2 separate regions of the Sus scrofa genome follow, and region 1 is linked to region 2. The links are chromatin contacts, called in public HiChIP or PLAC-seq maps. All regions are on one chromosome and are shown on one strand. The core of a region is the stretch at or near the end of the contact, and the rest is flanking DNA. Distances in the headings are between cores, read along the strand shown.

Region 1 (4,280 bases), core at 1,178-3,677, 270 kb before region 2:
GTGAGGCCGTTGGCACTGTCCCATGCTCATACGACCTATTTACAAGGCTCTTGCACCCTGCACCACGGCTCCCCCAGGCTAAGCAGCAAGTCAAAGAGCGAGCAGCCCAGAGCCCTGTCCCCTGTGCCTGGACTGCAAGTCCACACAGGGCAGCGGGGCCTCCTCACCAATGATGGCTTCCTTTAGGCTGGACTCCACAGGCAGGATATTCTTCTCCACCAGCTCCATGGGGCCAGGCCTCTGTGCAATCTTCTCGTTGAGGTCATCGGCCAGCCTGGCTCTCTTCAGCTTCAGCTGTTTGGCCTGGAGGGAAGGCTCAGCCGAGGTCTCTGCCACGAGAGAACAGAGTGCAGGAGGATGCGGGAAGGACCTGTTTCTGCCCTGGGAACTTCAGAGCACCTGCCCTTCCCTCTGGGGAAGGAGCAGAGACCATGAGAATGCAAAGCGTGCCCCAGGGAGAGCAGGGTGATTTGGCCTGAAGTTTCACAGGGACAGAGGGAGGAGCCCCCACTGTGGATAGCGTGATGTCACACACACAACGGTCACTAGGCACAGGCCGACCCAGACTTTCTGAGGTGGAGCTACAGAGCTGGTCTCTCTGCTCCCTCAAGCCTGCTGTGTTACCAGGACAGCCCATCCCCCTGCTCGGAGTCTCTGTGTCTTCACCTTCGAAGACTAGGGCTTGGATGACGAAAGTCGTCTTCCAATCCCAAAGAGGGTTCAAAACCAAACAAAAAATGGATAGACTCGAAACGCTTTCCACGGCCAAAACCTTTCCCTGCCCGGAAGGCAGAAAGAAGTGTTGGGGTGGTGGGGGGAGGGGGAGTACGTCTGGGTGATCTTGCTTGTACTTCACAGGTGCGTGAGTAAATACCAAGTGAGTGAATGAATGGAGGATGGATAGATGAATGAATGAATAAAAACTAAAAGTAAACACACATTAAAACCAGATTTAGAGGACAGGATTCCATACCAAGGTTTGATGAAGGCCACCACGTGGCCACAGAGAAAGGGAAGTTACCTAAGAGAATTTGATTGATTGTGCTTCTTCAGGAATTCCCAAAAACCAGTGGTGGCTACCACAGCCCTGCTGTTTTACTATGGTAAGGCCCTGGCTTACCCACTGGTAACAGAACTGGGAGCGCCAAGAAAGAGGGAAGAAGAAATGTGGGTGGTACAGGACTGAAAACAGGATTTAGATGAAGAAGCATTTCCAATCTAACACACCTTCCAAAATGTGCATCCTGACCAGCTCCGATCTCTCCGGCCGGGAACGAATCTTCCGTTTCAGATAGTCCTCTGTCTACAAAAAAAACCACACCAAGCAGCTCTCAAATCCAGGGCCCAAGCTTATGGCACAGTCAGAACCAAAAAGCAGCCGTGGCTTTAATGGCTGCTATGAGTAACCTCTGCAGCCCCCAAGACCACAGCCTGGAGGTGACAGGGTCCTGACGCGAGGGGAGGCCTGAGGAGTGAGGCCTGGGCAGGACGCATCCACTTTCAACACACCTGCCAAGGGCACCATCCATCTGCCAACACCATCTAAGGCTGGACTACTAATATATACATATTTAATTTTGTTATTTAATCTGTTATTTACTTAGTTATTTATGTGTGTATGCATGCCACACCCTCAGCATGCAGAGGTTCCCAGGTCAGGGATCGAACCTGTACCACAGCAGTGACAACGTTGGATCCTTAAACGCCTGAGCGTCTGGAGAGCTCCTGAACTACTAATACACTTTCAAATCTATTACTTTTACTGTCCTAAAAGTAATATATATTCATCAAAGAAAAATTTTAAAATTAGAAAGTAAAACAACAAAAATCATTAATCTACTGTCACTATTTTTGGATATTTGTTTCCAATCACTCTCCCATGAGGAAGATTAAATTTAATTTTGCAGAGCTGTAATCATACTGAATATAATTTTATATCTTGTTTCAAAAAATCTGGCATTGCCTGCTATCATGAGCATCTTCTATTCATTCTGAATGGCTGCCAAGTGGAATACTATGATACATGGTGTCACAGCTCTAGTTCCTTACAGCCCCACGTCCTCATTTCTGCACTGCCAAGACTCCAGGCAAATCAAACCATTCCCTCAACAGCCCCGGAGCCAGCCCAGTGCCCGGTGCTCACGTTATATATACATGAGCCCAGATGCGTCTGACTCCAGAGCTCCAGAGCCTCTTAACTTTTGCACCGTAGTCTTTCAAACCATAGATCAGGGCCATTAAGTGGGTCACGACCAGCACAGGGTAGGACGGGACAAGACAAGACAGGACAAGACAAAGCAGAGCAGAGCAGAAAACACAGTATCAGAGATACTGCCTGCATGTAGCGAGGTAAAGACCTGCTCCTTGGCCTGGCCTTGGCCCTTGCCCCGGCCTTGGTACTCTGACTAGGCAGTTCTGTGCCAGCCCTGGAAGAGTGCCCAGCTCGCCGGGAGATGGCTGATAGCGGTTGGGCCGATCACCCATCTGCAGTGGATAGAAGTACTGCCGTAGCTGCTGCAGAAGTGTCGGACACCACAGGTCTTCAGAGACAAGAGAGGGAGGCATATTTTCTAGGCTGTCCGAAGTTCTCAAGGGGGGCCGAGGCTGAGGGTGAACACTGTACTGAAAAGGAACTGGAGTCCACAGACCAAGGTTTGAATTCCAGTTTGCCACTTACTGGCTGGACAAGTTAGTGAACTTCCAGTTGCATCTTTTCTTTTCTTTTTTTTTTTTTTTTTGTCTCTTCTAGGGCCGCATTTTGCAGCATATGGAGGTTTCCAGGCTAGGGGTCTAATCAGAGCTATAGCCACTGGCCTACACCAGAGCCACAGCAATGCGGGATCCGAGCCACGTCTGTGACCTACACCACAGCTCACAGCAATGCCTGATCCTTAACCCACTGAGCAAGGCCAGGGATCGAACCTGAAACCTCATGGTTCCTAGTCGGATTCGCTAACCAGTGAGCCATGACGGGACCTCCACAGCTGCATCTTTAGGATGACGATAATAACACCTAATTCATAATCGCTGATGTGAGCGTAAACAAGAATATAATCTCACATATCAAAGTGCTCAATGAGCTAGCAGCGGTTCTGATTAGTGTGGATTTACTCTTCGCCTTTAAGAAGCAGTCCACAACGTGGGGCCAAGTCTTAAGACTGGGCGGGGGCCCAGGCGATGTCATTGCTCCCCCATCCCCCCAACTCCCAGATCCACTCATGTTCTCGGCAACAGACACAGTGCAATTGGTCGCTCTTTTGGTTCCCAGTACCTGGGACCTCGTTCTTCCCACTCAAAGAATTAATCATAATTTTCTTTAGAAATGTGTTAAACTAAGCATAGAGGACAGTTAAGATATGTCTTGGAAGTGACTACTTTAGCATCTCTAAAGGAGCTGTGTCTTAGGGAGCCACGGCCCATGATTCTCAATTTGAGGAGGTTCTCTTCCCGTGTTTTTTACAAAAAAAGAAAAAAGCAAAGGGGCTGAGAGGGGGAAGCATGTTCTGGAGACTTCCCCATCTCTGCCCACAATGGGCAGCTGAATATCCCCCTGAGGCCCCCGAGGGAACCGAAACTGAGGGGATAGGGCAACGAGCCAGGTGCTGTGGCGTGAACCTGAGCCCAGAGCGGGGCGCAGCTTCTGCTTCGACGGCCTCCAGTGGACCCTGGCTCTCAGGCACGTGGAGACCGGTGAGGTTTCCAGCCCCTCGGGATGCCCACCCCGGAGAGGTGTGGGGAGTGTGGCCACGGACACGGGGGGACCACCACTTGGCAAGCTTTTCCATGGCTGCTGTCCACATCCTAACAGCTACAAAAGGCTAAGTGGAATTAAAGATGGAAATACTAGTGGTGAACAAAGCCAAGGGAGAGAGGCGACCACTGCACACTCGCATGCACCAGAGGAGGAAACTCTTTCTCATCACGGTCCATGTCACCACGCTGGGGGACACGGGGAGGAGGGGGGATGAAGCGGAAAAGGCAGCACCTTATATTTACAACTGTGAGACCTGGGCTGACCCTGGAGACATGCCCGACTGGAAGGAAGAGGACCCGCAACGTAATAGGCTCTGAAAATGCTCCTGGGAATCCTTGGGGAGGGAAGGTGCCTTACCCTGGCCCGCTCCAAGCTCCTTCTCTGCTCATGAAATGCAGCTGGACTTTTCAAAGCTGTTGGGAAAAGAATCATAAAAGATTACTTTATAGTGAAGCATGATGTCTACTTCCAATTTACAGTGGAGAAGGCGTCTTAAATTCAAGTTGATTTTAGCAGGACTCAGCAC
Region 2 (4,024 bases), core at 756-3,255:
AGTGGCTCTACTGTGTCTATTTCTAACCCTGGTCCTCTGGCATATTACATCCCTTAGGTCCTCCCTGGAGAGTAAGAGGCTCACTTCTTCTAGGAAGACAGCATGGTGCTATGGCAAAGGATGGGATTTAGGGGTAGGAAACCTCCGCCGGAGTCCTGCTCTGCCACTAGCCGTGAAACCGTGAACAAGTCATTTCACCATTGGAGTCCATCTCCCCACCTGTAAAAGGGAGATAACATCTACTGCCCCACGAATCTCAGAGGCATAAAGGGAGTACCGAGTCAAAGGGTAGGTGCCAGATTGTTTTAGAAACTACGAAGCAACATACAAAGATTAATTATCCTTCATATCTGTATGCCAGTGCTTATCAAGTCCCGGATACAAAAATATTTGTGGAGCTTCCGCTGTGGCAGGAGTTCCCGTCTTGTCTCAATGGTAATGAACCTGACAAGTATCTATGGGGACGCAGGTTCAACCCCTGGCCTCTCCCAGTGGGTTAAGGATCCAGTGTTGCCGTGAGCTTGTGGTATGTCACAGATGTGGCTTGGATCTCAAGTTGCTGTGGCTGTGGCATCAGCCTGCAGCTGTAGCTCCAATTTGACCCCTATCCTGCTAGCCTGGGAACTTCCATATGCCACTGGTGCAGCCCTAAAAAGACAAAAACAAACAAACAAAATCCAACTGCAGTGACTTGGGTTGCTTTGGAGGCACAGGTTTGATCCCTGGTCCAGAAACTTTCATATACCGCAGGTGCAGCCATAAATAAAAACAGTAACAAAAACCCCCAAAGCATTTGTGAAATAAATTAGTATCTCAAATGTTCCTGGGGCATAGATCAAGGAGAGTTCCAGCTGGCTACAACTTAGAAGCTTCAATATTAGAAAATTTATTTCAGATTATGTGGAAAGATTTACCTGTTTACATAAAAAACTTAATAAACACTTGTTTAGTAAAGATTTAAATTGGTTTTTAAATTCATGGGTTGTCAAAATATCTTTTACCTCTTCTCCTCCTGCTCTGCCTTTTAATAATTTTTTATGCCCACTGGCACTTCTATCAGATGGTGAAATGAGGGAGTTACTCAATGGTGGATCAGCCAATTTTGCAAGTTTTTAATGTCAGGAAAAACTAGTAAAGAGGTAGATGCTACTGAACAAAAATGGTGTCGGTTGTTTCTCTACTATCAATTTCTTTTTGTTGTTGTCTTTTTGCCATTTCTTGGGCCGCTCCCTTGGCATATGGAGGTTCCCAGGCTAGGGGTCTAATCGGAGCTGTAGCTGCCAGCCTACGCCAGAGCCACAGCAACGCAGGATCCGAGCCGCGTCTGCGACCTACACCACAGCTCACGGCAACGCCGGATCGTTAACCCACTGAGCAAGGGCAGGGACCGAACCTGCAACCTCATGGTTCCTAGTCGGATTCGTTAATCACTGCGCCACGATGGGAACTCCTCTACTGTCAATTTCAATTGATATTGAAAGCTGCTAGCTTCACTATCTGGCTAAGAGAAGATTTTACATTATGGATGACAAATTAAAAGTTTAGGCAGATCCCTGGGGAAAGGAAAAAGTAAGTATAATTTTAGCAAAATACTACCTAATCCATTCTTTGCTTTTGTAGATTAAAAGGGTGCTTCGAGGTAGTGCTCTGCCAGGTTCAAGCCACAGGTCCTATTCAGATTGCTCATTGAGTCTAAGAATGCTTCTTTTTTTGGTTTAACTGGGAACAAATTTCACTAGGCATGTCTGTCAGCTGTGATTTAGAATGAAGATGATAGAGGCTGACTGCAATGCCCTCTGGTGGCCTGAAGGTTTCTCTGTGTCTGCAACTGCAAAAAACAGCCATTCTCTATCAAATAGCTTATTTATACATTAAAACGTCAATAAAGACAAATTGCAAAAGTCTTCTTTGGGTCTCCTGTCACAATCATAAAGCATAAAGGGAGGGACGTGGCCAATGGAACCCCACGTTCATGGTGCTTCGTAACACGATTTAAATAGCAAGTTCCTGCCCTTTAGAATTTGCCATCCGAAACGAACTCGTGGACGTGAACAGACTTGTGGTTGCCAAGAGGGAGGGGGAAGGAATGGAACAGACTGGGAGTCTGGGGTTAGTAGATGCAAACTACAGCATTTCAAGTGGATAAGCAATGAGAGCCTGCTGTATAGCACAGGGAATTATCTAGTCACTTGTGATGGAACATGATGGAGGATAATGCGAAAGAATTTTAATATAGATGTATAACTGGGTCACTTTGCTGTACAGCAGACATTGACAGAATATTGTAAATCAACTACAATAAAAAATCATAAAATAAGCCTCGGGGAAAAAAAAAAAAAGAATTTGCCATCTAGCAAAGGCACAGGAGGAGCCAGCATGCAGCCTTGGAACCAAAGCTCAAAGGGGAGAACTATGGCAAGTACATGGGCTTTGGAACCTTTGCGGGAGGATTAAATAAGATAATATATATAATGCACCTAGTACAGCAACTTGCATAATGTAAGTTCTCAATAAATTATTATACTTTAGTATGTGATACTCAACGATCCCAGCCCTCTGCCAGAAGAAATCTAATTTTCAGCCAATCTAAACTCCTCTAACACTTTATATACCTCATTTAACTCTGAATTCCACAGAACTGGTATGAGGATTACATGAAAAAGCATGTAAAGCTCAGCCCCTGGCTGAGTACAATTCTTCTTCCCTATCACACTCAGAATGGAATTTCTTCCGTAGTTTGCCAAAGTAGGGTGAAAAGAGAAAGAAAATGTTCACAAATGTATTCCAAGGTGACAATGAACACGAAGGAATAAATAGGGGGACGTTTTAATTTAATAACTACATGACGTCACACTAGGCATATCTTTTGATCCAATAACTGGATTCCTGGAAATTTCTCTTAAAGAAAAATCAGGAGTTCCTGTCATGGTGCAGTGGTTAACGAATCTGACTAGGAACCATGAGGTTTCGGGTTCGATCCGTGGCCTTGCTCAGTGGGTTAACGATCCGGCGTTGCCGTTGCCGTGAGCTGTGGTGCAGGTTGCAGACGAGGCTCAGATCCAGCATTGCTGTGGCTCTGGCGTAGACCGACAGCTGTAGCTCTGATTGGACCCCTAGCCTGGGAACCTCCATATGCCGAGGGTGCAGCCCTAAAAAAGGAAAAAAAAAAAAAGGTAATCAGAAAATATAAAAAGTATCATATACTAAGGACTTTATCACATTATTTGTAATAGCAAAAAACTAGAAACAACATAAAGGAGCCTAACTATATTCGTATGATGTGATTTTATCTAACAACTTAAATGATGACATATTTATTGACATCAAATTATATTTAAAACGAAAAAGTTACAAAATTTGGCATAGTTTGATCTCCTTTTTTTTTTTTTTTTTTTTTTTTTAAGGTTTGCACCCACGGCATATGGAGATTCCCAGGCTAGGGGTCTAATTGGAGCTACAGTAGCCGGCCTATGCCATAGCAATGTGGGATCTGAGCTGCGTCTGCAACCTATACCATGGGTCATGGCAACACTGGATCCTTAACCCACTGAGCAAGGCCAGGGATCGAACTCACAACCTCATGGTTCCTAGGTGGATTCGTTTCTGCTGTGCCACAATGGTAACTCCAAGTTCCACCTCGTTTTAAAAACCCTGTCTGGCACATGCACCCGTATGTTCACTGCAGCTCTATTCACAGTAGCCAAGACATGGAAACAACCCAAATGTCCACTGACAGACCATTGGATTAGGAAGATGCGGTATATATACACAATGGAATACTACTCAGCCATAAAAAAGAATGAAATAATGCCATTTGCAGCAACATGGATGGAACGAGAGACTCTCATACTGAGTGAAGTAAGTAAGAAAGACAAATACCATGTGATATCACTTATATCTGGAATCTAATATACGGCACAAATGAACTTTTCCACAGAAAAGAAAATCATGGACATGGAGAATAGACTTGTGGTTGCCAAGGGGGAAGGGGGATGAGTCGGGAACTTGGGGTTAATAGATACAA

Evidence for each region. HiChIP or PLAC-seq counts read pairs in DNA pulled down with a chosen protein or histone mark.
Region 1: a contact with region 2 is called in an H3K27ac HiChIP or PLAC-seq map of skeletal muscle, with 8 times the contacts expected there. The contact joins two enhancer-like sites. A contact is called at or near these places in 7 of 47 Hi-C or Micro-C datasets (embryonic fibroblasts, epiblast stem cells, heart right ventricle and 2 more) and 1 of 2 datasets of contacts at active chromatin or transcription factors (skeletal muscle).

What each region holds. Positions count from the first base shown.
Region 1 is chr5:7,957,373-7,961,652 of Sscrofa11.1, reverse strand. MKL1 (MKL/myocardin-like protein 1) reads right to left here. Exons shown (of 16, transcript XM_021092835.1): 6 at 4,112-4,167; 7 at 1,228-1,303; 8 at 168-329. Among named protein-coding and RNA genes, the nearest start is that of SGSM3, 58 kb to the left of the region's middle. Within about 2 kb of position 2,427, at least 7 of the 83 cell types and tissues checked have an H3K27ac peak or open chromatin away from gene starts, as enhancers often do. A contact at or near this core is called in skeletal muscle, where this site is marked.
Region 2 is chr5:7,682,597-7,686,620 of Sscrofa11.1, reverse strand. No RefSeq gene overlaps it. Among named protein-coding and RNA genes, the nearest start is that of MCHR1, 54 kb to the left of the region's middle. Within about 2 kb of position 2,005, at least 1 of the 83 cell types and tissues checked has an H3K27ac peak or open chromatin away from gene starts, as enhancers often do. A contact at or near this core is called in skeletal muscle, where this site is marked.